Regions from separate parts of the Mus musculus genome. Here all the other regions are linked to region 2. A link is a contact called in public HiChIP or PLAC-seq and promoter capture Hi-C data. All regions are on one chromosome and are shown on one strand. Each heading gives the region's core, a stretch centred on a gene start, on an enhancer-like site or on the middle of the called end of the contact. The rest is flanking DNA. Distances are from core to core; before and after follow the strand shown. Region 1 has its middle 22 kb from the start of Gm46953. Region 2 holds the start of Capza2 (capping protein (actin filament) muscle Z-line, alpha 2). Region 3 holds the start of D830026I12Rik (RIKEN cDNA D830026I12 gene). Region 4 overlaps Gm4876 (predicted gene 4876).

The links. Promoter capture Hi-C pulls out the DNA fragments that hold promoters and counts their contacts. HiChIP or PLAC-seq counts read pairs in DNA pulled down with a chosen protein or histone mark.
Region 1: a contact with region 2 is called in a promoter capture Hi-C map of 3T3-L1-derived adipocytes, with 5 times the contacts expected there. The contact joins the enhancer-like site here to the promoter of Capza2 in region 2. A contact is called at or near these places in 9 of 39 promoter capture datasets (the 3T3-L1 cell line, 3T3-L1-derived adipocytes, the C10 cell line and 4 more), 1 of 15 datasets of contacts at CTCF or cohesin (the NIH/3T3 cell line), 9 of 115 datasets of contacts at active chromatin or transcription factors (the NIH/3T3 cell line, bone marrow-derived dendritic cells, bone marrow-derived macrophages and 6 more) and 2 of 9 other capture datasets (adipose tissue and pancreatic islet).
Region 3: a promoter capture Hi-C map of liver shows a contact between it and region 2, with 2.0 times the contacts expected there. The contact joins the promoter of D830026I12Rik here to the promoter of Capza2 in region 2. A contact is called at or near these places in 3 of 39 promoter capture datasets (the 3T3-L1 cell line, the SN4741 cell line and liver).
Region 4: a FOXA1 HiChIP or PLAC-seq map of pancreatic cancer cells shows a contact between it and region 2. The contact joins the enhancer-like site here to the promoter of Capza2 in region 2. A contact is called at or near these places in 3 of 39 promoter capture datasets (cranial neural crest, liver and maxillary cranial neural crest), 1 of 15 datasets of contacts at CTCF or cohesin (the NIH/3T3 cell line), 1 of 484 Hi-C or Micro-C datasets (muscle stem cells) and 3 of 115 datasets of contacts at active chromatin or transcription factors (bone marrow-derived macrophages, embryonic stem cells and pancreatic cancer cells).

What each region holds. Positions count from the first base shown.
Region 1 is chr6:17,357,933-17,361,182 of GRCm38.p6, reverse strand. No RefSeq gene overlaps it. Among named protein-coding and RNA genes, the nearest start is that of Gm46953, 22 kb to the left of the region's middle. Within about 2 kb of position 1,757, at least 10 of the 459 cell types and tissues checked have an H3K27ac peak or open chromatin away from gene starts, as enhancers often do. A contact at or near this core is called in 3T3-L1-derived adipocytes, adipose tissue and pancreatic cancer cells, where this site is marked.
Region 2 is chr6:17,635,316-17,638,490 of GRCm38.p6, reverse strand. It overlaps Capza2 (capping protein (actin filament) muscle Z-line, alpha 2), which reads right to left and starts at 1,481. Exons shown (of 10, transcript NM_007604.3): 1 at 1,331-1,481. The coding sequence starts at 1,369.
Region 3 is chr6:17,196,127-17,199,489 of GRCm38.p6, reverse strand. It overlaps D830026I12Rik (RIKEN cDNA D830026I12 gene), which reads right to left and starts at 1,739. Exons shown (of 3, transcript NR_102305.1): 1 at 1,700-1,739. It overlaps Gm52892 (a long non-coding RNA gene), which reads left to right. Exons shown (of 2, transcript XR_003956407.1): 1 at 1-92; 2 at 232-574.
Region 4 is chr6:17,133,353-17,136,667 of GRCm38.p6, reverse strand. The region is part of intron 1 of Gm4876 (predicted gene 4876); the gene reads left to right. Among named protein-coding and RNA genes, the nearest start is that of Gm4876, 37 kb to the left of the region's middle. Within about 2 kb of position 1,352, at least 8 of the 459 cell types and tissues checked have an H3K27ac peak or open chromatin away from gene starts, as enhancers often do. A contact at or near this core is called in pancreatic cancer cells, where this site is marked.

The DNA of each region.
Region 1 (3,250 bases), core at 508-3,007, 280 kb after region 2:
TATTCCTTTAAATAATAATTTTAATAGTGACCACAAGGCATTGCAAAGCCCTGCAGTATTTTTCTGAAATGAAGATAAGCTTTTCATTAGAAATTCGGTGTATACGGGGGGGGGGGGCGGCGGGAAGGTATAGGGGATTTTCGGGACAGCATTTAAAATGTAAATGAAGAAAATATCTAATAAAAAAATGAAAAAAAAACCCAGAAATTTGGTGTATGAGTGAGCTGAAGTCCTTAGAAAGTAGAGTTCCATTTTCTGTGTATAGTTTTAACAAGGTTTGTACAGTATACATTCATAATATGTGGTTACAGTGAATGCCATATTCTGTTGCTATGTTGGGGAAAGGGAACATTCTCATATACATTTTTCCTCTATCACATGAAGTTATAGGTTGTCTCTGCTCCCTGGGTCTATCCAGGAACCACAATTTGAAGATCATTTCATTTGTATAGCTCCAGTGGCTCTGTAGTCAGCAAGTATGAACATTGTAAATGGAAATGCACACTCCTTTAAACATAACCGTTTCAAAAACCAGAACATGGTTGTGCTTACAGGTTCCTATGTGTTCGCTGATTTATTCAGATTGCTGCCTTTCTTAGGTTGGGACTGGAACAGGAGGGATCAGGTGGGAGTAGTCCTGGCAGGGAGATAATACCAGGAAAGACAACTAAAGTTGGGGATATCTTGGGGATTAACTAGAAACATAGTGCAATGGAAACTCCCAAGAGTCTATGAGGGTGACCCTAGCTAAGACTCCCAATAATGAGGGATGCAGAGCCTGAACCAGCTATCTCCTGTAATCAGGCAAGACTTCCACCAACTCAGCCACAAAACCTTCAACCTACAATTTATCTACGTGGGATAAAGGTATCTCAGAAACTGTAGGAGTGGCCAACCAATGACTAGTCCAGCTTGAGACCCAATCCTACCAGAGGGAGCCCACCCCTGACATTGCCTGGAGGGTCAGGACACAGAGGGTGGATAGCCCAGAGGTCTAGGATAGAACCAAACAGAACACACAGGAAACAAACAACAACCAAACCAAAGCAACAACAACAACAAAAAAAAATTCTCTTTAACCAAACCAACCAATCAACCAAACAAAATGGTTCCAAATGATATTCTGATATGCTTGTAGAATGGAGCCTAGCATAATTGCCATCAGAGAGGCTTCATCGAGCACCTGATGGAAACAGATGCAGAGACACACAGCCAAACATTAGGCAGGGCTTACGGAATCCTGCAGAGGAGGAGGAAGGATGGTAGGAGACAGAGAGGTCAAGGGCTCCACAAGAAAACTTACAGAGTCAACTAACCTGGGCTCATAGGGCCTGACAGACTGGATTAACAATCAGGGAGCCTGTGTAGGTCTAACTAGGCCCTCCACAAACACATTATGGTATCTTGGCCTCTCGTGGATTCCTAGCAGTGAGAGCAGTGGCTGTCTCTGACTCTTTTGCCTGCCTTTGCGACCCTTTCTTCTTGCTGGGCTGCCCTGTCCAGCCTTGATGTGAGGATATTTGCTTAGTCTTATTGTAACTTGTTATGCCATGTTTAGTTGAGATCCCTGGGAGGCCTATTCTTTCCTGAAGAAAAATGGAGGAGGAGTGGATCTGGGTGAGAGGGGAGTTAGGGACGGGAAACTGGAAGGAGTGGAAACTGAGGTCGGGGAAACTGAGGTAGCTACATTTGCAGCATGATTCCTGTTTGTGGAAGACTTGCTAGGTCTCCTCAGCAGTTCGTTTTCTGGTTGTCCAGTAGATGGCAGTCTACGCACTGGTTTTCATTGACCATCTTCCGTGTAGAATCCAGCCTTCATCATAGAAGGAAACATGCAATTGTTCTTTTTTATTGTTTTTGAAAAAGATTTTGGCACAATAAAGCAAATGAAATAATTTACTTAAAATACTTAAGATCTTAGAATAGTAAGAGCAACAAAAACTGTTTTTTTGTTTATTTGTTTGTGTTGTAAATTTTATTTGTTAGGGCATGATTGGCAGCCAAGATGCTGCCTTTAAATGTGACTCGGACATGCTAGATGGTGCTTTGCTCTCCTGGAAGATTTTCTTTTACATTGAAAGCACAACTTAGGGGCAGATGTGAAGTATGACCCCAAAGGTTCAAGTTACAGACTTGGGTCTTAGCTTGGTCCTGTTAGGAGGAAGAGTGTAGCAGGAGCCTTTCAGAACACCAAGAGTGCTTTTGAAGGGGATTGTGGGATCACAGCTCCTTTGATATCCATTTCTGGCTGCTGTGTGAGTGCTTTTGCTCTATTTTGCATTTCTGTCACTGCGTGCTGTCACTAGTCCAAAGCCATGGGTCATCTGATCACGAACCAAAATCTCTAAAACTGGGAGCCAAAAAGTTATTACTATGAAATACTAAGAGGTGGCTCTTAAAGGGGCATTTAGAATGATCTGGGAAAGGAAAGAGAAGAGGGAGAGGAAGAGAAGAAGGAAGGGAGGGAAAGAGTCAAAGAAAAGGAGACACAGAGACACACAGAGAAAGAGGAATATGTAAAAAGATTGAGACAGAGGATAGATGTTTGCCCTAAGGAAGAGGCGGGTTTAAGATTTTCACCCTCATGGTAGTCTTGTGTTTCTCCAAGATTTTATACAGTTGTATAAAAGAAGAACTCATTTTTGATGAAGGAGTAAGGAGGAACCAAGCAATACCACTTACTGTTGAAGCATGTGCCTTTGGGTAGTGTATTAGTTAGGGTTCTCTAGAGTCACAGAACTTATGGGTAGCCTCTATATAGTAAGGGAATTTATTAATGACTTACAGTCTGTAGTCCAACTCCTCAACAATGGTCAGCAGCAGGTGTGAATGGAAGCCCAAGGATCTAGTAGTTGCTCAGTTCTATAAGGCAAGCAGGCAAAGAAGATAGAGTGTATCTTTCTTCTTCCAATGTCCTTATGTAGGTCTCCAGCAGAAGGTGTAACCCAGATTAAAGGTGTGTGCCATCACGCCTTTAATCCCAGAAGACCTTGAACCTAGAGATCTCCCTGTCTTAATCTTCTGGAATTCATAGCCAGTATGCCTTAAGATCTCCATTCCAATATCCAGGTCAGAAACTTCTCCCAGCCTCCAGATTAGGATCACTGGTGATCCTCCAATTCTAGATTGTAGTTCATTCCAGATATAGTCAAGTTGACAACCAGGAATAGCCACTACAGGTAGCAAAGCTCGTACTGGACTGGGGGGAAGCAGCTGATGTCTTTAATCCCAGCATTCCAGTTCGAGGCCA
Region 2 (3,175 bases), core at 232-2,731:
CTGAAACGCTATTTTTCTTGTAATGCGCTGGTATATTTTCAATAAATAGCTTTAAACTATTCAATGCTACAAATGTAAACACTGTACAGCAACTTTTAGCGACTTAGGGTCTAATTCTGTGAATTAAAGTAAGGTATGCTTGTCCCCATTTTGTTAAGTTATCACCATTTCATCCAAGGGCACAAACGAGAAAGCCAGAACACTTCCAAAACCATAAAAGAGGCTGAGTTCTGAACAACCAAAGAGAAAGAGAACACTAATTCTGGTGCAGTATAAAAGGAGAGGGTCCCAACTGAAAATATCCTTAGTGTTTCTCTAACACCCTACTAGAACTGAGTTCTGTTTCCCACATGGGTGTACTTCATTTGGAACTTAAAAACAAGCTAAGATCAGACATTTCCAAAGGGCAGCACACTCATATGTCAGTTAAGTCTAAGTTTGAAAAAAACGTCCCGGTCTTTTCCAGAAAATACTCAAAACGTATGGCGTTCCCCCTCACACTACTTGCCCCTTGGTACGCGGTCTCCTCAGTCGCCAAAGAAAATGGGCAAGAGCCTTAGTTCAATGATCAGATTTCGTATCACAAATGTGAGAACTTGAGTCGTGCATTTGGTCCTAATGCTGTCACAGCATTTAACACACAGTAAAAGGAGTTGCACCCGCTCGCCCTCTTCAGAGTTGGTCCTATCAGGAAGATGGGATGTCACCAAATCTGCCCCAAGAGGGGGAAGCAGCCAAGTTGGGCAGAAAATAACTATGGGAGGGAGGGGTGTCTTTGTGAACAATACTGCCTTCCGGGGAACATGGGAGCAGCAATTAAAAAAAAAAAAAAGGTAATGACAATATTAATAAAAGAAATAGATGGCGGGGGGTGGGGGGGAAGGGGCGGGATGTGGAGACGGCGACCTCCGGAGGGAAGGAAACACCCTGGGGAACCAGGAAGCACTTCGCGTTGGGGAGGAGAAACTGCAGGAAAAAGTGAGGGTCGGCTATGCCGTCTTCCCCGCCCGCCCGCCTCACGGCGAAAGCCCCAGGCCAGGCGGCGCCGCTCCGCCGTCGGCCGCTCCCGAGCCCGGACCCCCAGGGCCGGGTCCCGCCGCCCCCGCTCCCGCCCGCGGCCGCCGGGCTCCGCTTCCTATTTTCGGAGCACACACCCTACAAGGAGCGGAGGGGCCCGGCCTCGGGGAGCCCGGGCAGCACCCCGCTCGGGAAGCGCAGGCGTGCGGCCCACCACCGGAGCCCGCCCGGGGTCAGACTCCGGCCCTCGCGCCTCGGCACTCACCTCTCCCGCCCTCCCGCCCGCCCGGCTCCTCACCGCCGCGGCACCTACCTTCTCCTCATCGGACAACTGCTCCTCCAGATCCGCCATCTTCCTTCTGGCGACAGACCGTGGCGCTGGTGGCAGCAGCGGCCACCTGACTTCCCCCTTTCCGAGCGGTCTTCCGCGCCGCGCGCCCCCGCCAAGGGAGGGGCCCCGCCGCCCAGGCCGCCGCGCACGCGCCCCGGAGCTCCGCCTCCCGGGAGCCGAGCCACTGCGCACACGCCTGGGAGCTCCGCCTCCTCAGCCTAGGCCGCCGCGCACGCGCCCCCGGAGCTCCGCCTCCCTCCCCCTGAGCGCCGGCCTGAGCGCCGCTGTGCGCGTGCGCAGCGCCTCCAAAGTGGGATTGCTATGGTTATCTTCTGTCATCCTGCTCTGTCTGGTGCCTTCTCTAGTCAACGATGACCATATGGACCCGGTTGGCGATGAGTACATTCTGAGCCCATGACTTTGTTCCCACCAAGTCCTGAACGCTGCCAGCTAAAATGTGAAAAGCTGTACCAATTTAAAACATTTTTAAGTATTAGGAAAAATACTGTTTTAATTGAAATAGGCACACACAATCCAGTCCATAATTGAAAGATTACTTTTGATATATTCATTTATTCATCCGAAAAACATTTATTGGTCTTTTATGATAGGAAGACTATTTTGCTAGTTCTTAGGAATAAGAAATGTAGATTTAAAAACCCAAACAAACAAAAATCCCAAAGAAAATGCTCTTAAGCTCACCTCTATTAATTAGACATTGAGTTAGGGAAGGCATTGTACTCCTGGAAAGTAAAAAAAAAAGAAAAAAAAGTTAAGTTAGCCTTGGATCTGTACCCTCATGAACTGGCTGTCCAAACTACTTACAGGTCATCCAGTAGAAATTTCAATTTCATACAACCAATTTTTAAGGTAAATGTCCCATGAAGGATTTAAAGCATTCTAAAACCATTATTTATTATTTTCAAATTTTACTGGATGTCTCCTACTTTTATTTGCTAAATCTGGCAACTCTACTACTGAAGCTTCAAGTTAAAGAAAAGGGGGGGGGGTGGAAGGTTGAAGTCAAAGCTGACACAGGAAGCAGCTGGAAATGTTGATAAAATTGAGTTGCTAGTTCAGCAGGCCTGAGCAAACCAGAGAATCTATATTTCTTACAAGCTCCCAGGAAGGAGGAGTGCTACTCGTCTGAAAACCACACTTTGTTTTTACCAAGGACTAAGAGTTTAGTTAGTAGTTAAGACTTCAATAATTAGAAAGTGAGAAGCTCTTGAGGGCATTTGGACAGTGTCACGACATGAACCGAACATGCTCAGCGGTGTCAATCTGACAGCTGTGTGTAAATGACAGGTAAGAGGACCCTAAAGAGCTCAAATAGCTATCTGGGTCCAAGAACACTATCATTAAGTGACTTACTAAAGTGTTCGTTTGCAGAGAGCAGGAAGAGGAAGCTGACATGTGCGGGAACTGAAAGTGTCCAGTTGAAGACAAACCCGTGGAGACAGCATGCAAGTTAACAAAGAACAGTGTCTGACCAAACCCCTCAGGAGCTACAAGTCAATATCAGTTCCCTCTTTTATAGTTCCTAAATCCTTGCTTTATTTATTGCTCCCTGCCATTGTAAGTGTAAGTATTACTGTTCGTCCAAACCAAAGCTCAGGAATTTATCCAATGCTACATAGCTCGAATACGACTGAATCCTAGGCATTTTGTTCAACATCCCACATTCTTTCCACTGTCAGAACTTTCTCCCTTTCTCCACAGAATAAAACTTAATGGAGGTGCCTTCTCTGGCATGCCAGCAATCCAGTTCACAGCACCTTCTTCAACAGTATCTGGGACTCAGGGTTTCCCCACCAAGGTTGCTCC
Region 3 (3,363 bases), core at 490-2,989, 440 kb after region 2:
GAAGCGGGGTAACCAAACACATCCGTGCTTGAGATGTGGGTTCAAATCTCACTTTAAGGCAGCAGAGAGTGCCTGAGGACTGGCTCCCCTACGTGAGTATAGACAGAAGCAACCTGAAGCTGGACTTCCTGTCATTTGGATCTGTAACTTTTCTTTTAAATGGGATGTTTCCTTTCCCTGGGGACAAAGGGAAATTCACTGACTTTTCCTTAACGGTCTTTATCTCTGCAGTTAAGTTCCTACCGTCAGAGCTTTAGCTTCTCAGCAGCCCTGTCCTCTAGGTTTGCAGAAACTCTGGCTCTTCCTTCCACGACCATGTTTTTTTGGAAAGGTTAACTGCGCATGTGTCCTCGGCTGCCTCACCGATTGCTCTTCCACAAGCCAGTCCTTCTTCTGCCAGTCTGCGTTCAGCTTTCATTTGTCTGCGAAAATTGTCTCTCAACTACTAAAGCGTTGCCAACTCTCCAGTTTTAATTGCCCATGCATATTTCTGCCCCTCCCTTCTGCCTCAACCGAGTCCCTGTTCATCCCTAGGCCTCTAGATTTATTAAATTCCTTTGATTTTTTTTATCTAGATGTGGAGTTAGTGAAATTATTTTTCTTCTCTTTTCTTCATCCAAATATAGATATTTTCTCTGTGACCTTGCTTTGACCCTTTTATTCCCCCCACCCCACCCCCATGCCTTAGCAGCCCCAGGCTTGCAGAGAACACTAGGTCCAAATCCTTAACTATGGCAGGAACCTGTCCTGTGTTCTCTCCTCATTGTTTCAGCTCCAGGACACTGAAGACAGTGTTCACTCCCTTCTCTGGGGCATCTGAAGGAATCCTAACAAATCTCACAATCGACGCCTCTCTTTCCAGTGATGCAGTTGGAAATAAAATATACAGGGAACGCAATTGCTGCCGTTTATCATTTTAACTGTCTCTGCGGGTGATGTCTTAACAACATTCCATACACACTGTTGATTGTGGGACGCAATTCAGTCTTCTGTAACTGAACATCAGAATTCAAGAGTTCAAACCCCACTTCTAGGACTTTGGTCTGAGGCGCAAATCCCTCTAAATGCATTTACTAGGCTAAGATGGAGATTTACTGTACCTTCATTTCCCCACGTCTTAGTTTTCTTAGCTTGAGAGGTGCTTTTCTTCTTCATCCTTCTCTACAATATAGCCCAACCTCAGTTTCCCTTTCTACTCCTCTCCCCCAGTCCTCCGCCCCAGTACCTCCTGTCTCCCCACATCCACTAGTCCTCCATTTCCTTCCAGAAAAGAGCGGGCTTCCCAGTGATAATCAACCAACCTTACATAACAGCCTACAGCAAGCCTCATACTAGGGCTGGACAGAAGGCAACCTCTTGTTTGTGAGTTCTCCTCTGAATCTCACAATTCTCTCCGTCCCAGGCAAATTATCACAACAGTGAACGATTTCCGAACTTCCCCTTTAGCTTTCCCATCGCATCACCACCCGGTCTTTTATTGCACAAACACCAGGTCTAGAAATTGTTTTCCTCTCAGCTCTCCAGCTGCTGCCTGGCCAGGCACTGCGTGAGGCATTCGCGGCTGACACAGGCAGGGCTTCCTGTCCAGAGCAGAAAGGAAGCCGTGCTTTTGGATGAACCCTCATTGTCCAGGGCTGGAACAGCGATCACCCGGCAGTGATAAGGCCCTTCCCAATGCAGCCGCACGAATCTCACTAACCTTGTTAAGGAGAAGAGGAAAGAAGGGGCGTTCCTAAAATGACTGGGAACACCGTTTGCCAGCCCCGCATATCCCAGCAACCAGAAGAAACGAAAACACACCTAGTGGTCAGAGTATTTATCTTGCCAGGGTTTCTACCTCCTTGGTTTGCAAGGGGAGTAGAAAATGACACCCTGCCATCGAGCCATTAATTACAAACAAAAGAAGGAGTGGAGAGACTTAATTTTCAATTGACTATCGGGCTTGATGATGTGTTCTGGGCTGTGTGGTTCTCCTCTCTTATTTCATTGAAACCCATTGTTGAGCAATCTCCACAAGGGCCATGTAGTTGTCTCCTTTTATTTCACTGTTAGGTGCTCACCACCCTTTCTTTTACATTCTTGTTTCCTTCAAGTGGCCTGCTAGATAAAAGGTGCTCTTTTGAAGGTTTGTTAAATAGATGCTGCCTACAGAGAAACTCACATCATTAGTCTGTCGTCCTGCACCCAAAAATATACTTGGTAGAAGCACTTTCTCAATTATCTTAAGATGTATACGTGTTAAATAAAAAAAGTTCCTGCTTTTCAAATGATAATAGCTAAATAGATCAATTTCCTCCACTGTGTGTGTGAGTGTGTGTGTGTGTACATATGCTTTCTAAGTAAAGAGATATAGATCCTCTTCAGCGACAGGGAATGGCAGTGTTTGCCCAAAATAAGTGTATGTAAAGGTGGGAAATTTCACATGCACACATACATAACCTGGTGTAACTAGCTGGCACAGATGCCAGCAAGGTGGATACCTTTAACATCCTCATCTCTTAAATTATCTACACATCATGGTGATTTGAATGAGCAACATCTCCCACAGGTTCATCCATATAAACACTTGGTACCCAGCTGGTGGCGCCATTCAGGAGGTTATGGAACCGTTATGAAGTAGAGCCATGCTAGAAGATGTCACTGAGGGTAGGCTCTGAGAGTTTACAACCTCACCTGAACCAGCTCTAGTTGGCTTTCTCTGCCAACTGGAGTTGAAACCGTGATCCCTCAGATGCAGTTTGGCTGCCAGTTGCCGTGTCTACACTCATTGTATGGACCCCTCTCTCTCCAATCATAAGCCAAAATAGACGGTTTCTTCCTCAAGGAGTTTCTTGCCATGATGTTTTATCAGAGCAACAGAAAGTAACTAAGATACACATGCTAAGAGGAAAAGCATTTTCGGCAGAGTTTTCAGGATGCACTTGAGAACATCTTAAATATGCTTCCTAAGTTTTCCCTCTTATTAGCAGTCATTTTCAAATGAATGTGACCTGAGGAGGTTAAACATGTTCAATCAGAGACATGGTTCACTGGATAAAAGTGTGTAATGCTCTTGCAGAGCACCTGAGTTTGGTCCCATGCACCCACAGTGGGCAGGCAGCCCAATACTGCCTATAATTCCAGCTCCAGGGGACCTAACACACTCTTCTAGTATCCATGTGCACCCATACTCATGTGCACACACACACACACTCACACTACTAAAGATACATTTTTATTAAAAAAAAGTAACAGGAAATTCTTTTGTTTTAGTGGGGGGTTTTGTTGTTGTTATTGTTGTTGTTGTTTTTAGTGATGGTAGCACACTGCTATATAAAATATTGAACAGTATCTGGAGATGTGTAGTTGAATTATGCTAGCTGT
Region 4 (3,315 bases), core at 103-2,602, 500 kb after region 2:
TCACTCACATATTTATTCTCTTCAAAATTTCTTCTCCCTCTGTGTGTGTGTGTGTGTGTGTGTGTGTGTGTGTGTGTGTAGTTTCCAACCTGTGTTTGTGGCTGACTTATATGTGCAGCATATCTTCTCAATGCTTTGGGAACCCATAGCTATGTTTTTGAGTTTTCTTTCAGCTAGAACTTAGCCAGGCTATTGGAGTCAATGTTTAAAAGTTGTTTACCCCCAGAGCTCGTGTCTCTAGCTGCATATGTAGCAGAAGATGACCTAGTCGGCCATCACAGGGAAGAGAGGCCCCTTGGTCTTACAAACTTTATATGCCCCAGTACAGAGGAACACCAGGGCCAAGAAGTGGGAGTGAGTGAGTAGGGGAGCAGGGCGGGGGGAGGGTATAGGGGACTTTTGGGATAGCATTTGAAATGTAAATTAAGAAAATATCTAATAAAAAAATTAAAAAGAAAAGTTGTTTAGTCAGGTGGCTGGAGAGATTGCTCAGTGGTTAAGGGCACTGACTGCTCTTCCAAAGGTCCTGAGTTCGATTCCCAGCAACCACGTGGTGGCTCACAACCATCTGTAGTGAGATCCAATGCCCTCCTCTGGTGTCTGCGAAGGACTACAGTGCACTCATAGATCTTTACATTACATAAATCCTTGTAAGAATGCTGTTAGGTCAATTTAAATAATTGCTCTGAGAAAAGATATAGTGTTTGGAGTCTTTCCCCTACTTAGGTATAGATTTGTTCTCATTTAACAACTTTACTTGAATCTGTGAACTTTGTTCATATATCAACAGGTTAAAATGAAGCTAACAGAAAAGAAAGCTAAATTGCATTCCTTCCCAAAATTGGGGCAGCTTTTGAAAAAAAATGTGGATTAGAACTGTTTTAAAACTGACAGGATGAGAAATAGCTATTGGAATTATACCCTCCTCTATGCAGGTTCAATTTGGTTTTTAGATTTCATTTCTATTGGCACTTCTTTTCTTAGAATTTATTATAAAACAAATATCAGTTTATCTTAGCATTTCTGTATGGAAGCAACAGAAAGGACTTTGTTTATTCTGTAGCCAGATGTAAAAAGTTGGGAGTTAGTGGTGTCAGTAGCTATCTGTAAACTAGCTGTCTAAAAGGGTGGGAGCCCTGAGAGGCAGGTGGAGGCGTATGTAATTGAGTACCCTCTGGAACTCACTTCTGCTCAGACCTTGGAAAGAATCACTTTGTTTTAATTAGAGAAGCCAACTCCTATAAAAGGAGATGACTTTAATTAATGTTTGTCAGAAAGTATCCAGATACTGTGTATAAAAGGTAAGCCTAAATGTTTGCTGGTGAGTCATGTGCCGGCCACAAAACCAGATCAAAGATACAGGGAGCCAGCCAGTCAAATGACTGAACATGGGGCTTCACCAAGGCAAAGTCTTCTTTAATCCATTAGCAAACCTGTGAGGTTTTGCAAAGCGAAGATACAGGGAGTGACACCCAAAACAAAAACCAGTGCCCACTGTGTTCCAGCCACCCGTATGTCCCCTATCCATACCTATCCTCCTAACATCACCTATCCCCCCATTCACAACCATAACCCCCAAATCCAGGTCACCAGGGTTATCATCACACAGCATGAAAAGTCATATTAATTTTGATTCCTTTGAGCTGTACTTGAACAAGACATGATACTTCTTATGGGTCTGCCTCCTTCTACTCAATGTAATTTCTGAGGTTTGTCCATAATGTTGCTTGAGGTTGTAATCATGCATCTTAATTTCACTAATGTTTGAAAATGTGCAGTCCTGGATAGTGCATCCTATTGGTGATGCTTATTTGAGTTCTCTGCAGTCTGGCACATTCTGAAACGTGCTGCCACCAAAACTTCTATGTGTTTTGGTGAAGATACAAACACATCTCTGTTAAGGGTGTGACTTGTTTGGTCGCTGGGTATATATAAGTTAAACTTCAACAGGAATTTTGTTTCTAATTTCTAAATGTTATATTTTAAACCAGCTTATGAACATATACATTCTCTCAGATTTCAAAGGGAAGGAAGTTGGGTATTTTCCCAAATGGCAGTATGATTCTATCTATGCTTAAAATACTTTTTTTTTTTCCTGAGGCAGGGTTGCTCTGTGTAGCTCTGGCTGGCTTGGAACTCTCTCTGTAGACCAGACTGGCCTCAAACTCAGAAATCTGCTTGCCTCTGCCTTCCAAGTGCTGGGTTAAAGGTGTGTGCCACCACTGCCCAGCGCTTAAAATACTTCTTAATAAAGTTGATTTTATATGCCTCATTTGTTATGAGCAATTTAAAATATTTTCCTGTGTCTTTTGGTTTATATAACCTTTGGTAGCTTTAATCACCATAGGGTGACATATAGGTGACTACATTCTTAATAGTCATAAAAACTGACCTTAAAAATCCTTCTATAATCCTTCAATAATTTAGTGTTTTCACTCATTAACTAGACTTGTGCTATGTGGGTAGGTTGTCTAGGCAGTAGGTACATGGTTCTCTGACCCAATTTCATATAATAGTAAGCGGGTATCTTTGAATACTTCTGAAGTTTCCCTTTGGGTTTTGTGCTTGCCAGGAGAGATGGGTTTTGTGTGTTCTTTCTCAGTCAGGAGTCCTTATTTACAACAGAAGCTTGTTTCCTCTTCTCCAATTTGGTTGACTTTTGTACTGGTGTCACTTCTTCCAGCATTGCTTTCTTACCCTCATTCACTCAGCATGGCATTTATTATGCTGTCCCAGTGGGTATGGGATACCATGAGATGCATGACAGAGGAGCCATGCTTTCAACGAGCAGGTGCAGTACTAAAGTGTGCACACAGTTGTCAAGCTAGACTCTAATGCCTTAGCTAGGCTACTTTGTTCCCCCGCCTTCTCTTCCTCCTCCTACTCCACCTTCTTCTTCCTCCTCCTCTTCTTTTTTTTTCCTCAGTATAATTCTATGTTCAGAAAATATATTCTATATCCACACCTTCCTTCTATAGACATGTCATGGCATTAACTTTTAAGGCATATGCCCTTTATTTTTCTTAGTATATCCCTTCCCATGCAGTAGCTACTCACTGTGCAGTAGATTTGTTCATGCTCTTGCTGGCCTTATTCCACTATCATGGTCAGTCAACCTTTTGGGCTTAAACTAAAACTTACCTCCTAGATTTTTTTCCCCTGGGGACTTTTACACCTGCCCATTGCTAGCACTCACTAGCTATGGTATGGACTTGCCATCCAGACTCATCCTACATTGCATCAGTAGTTCTTATCCATGCACCATTCCAACTGTATGACAAATGCAATTAGGGCAAAATATAGACCTTGTATATT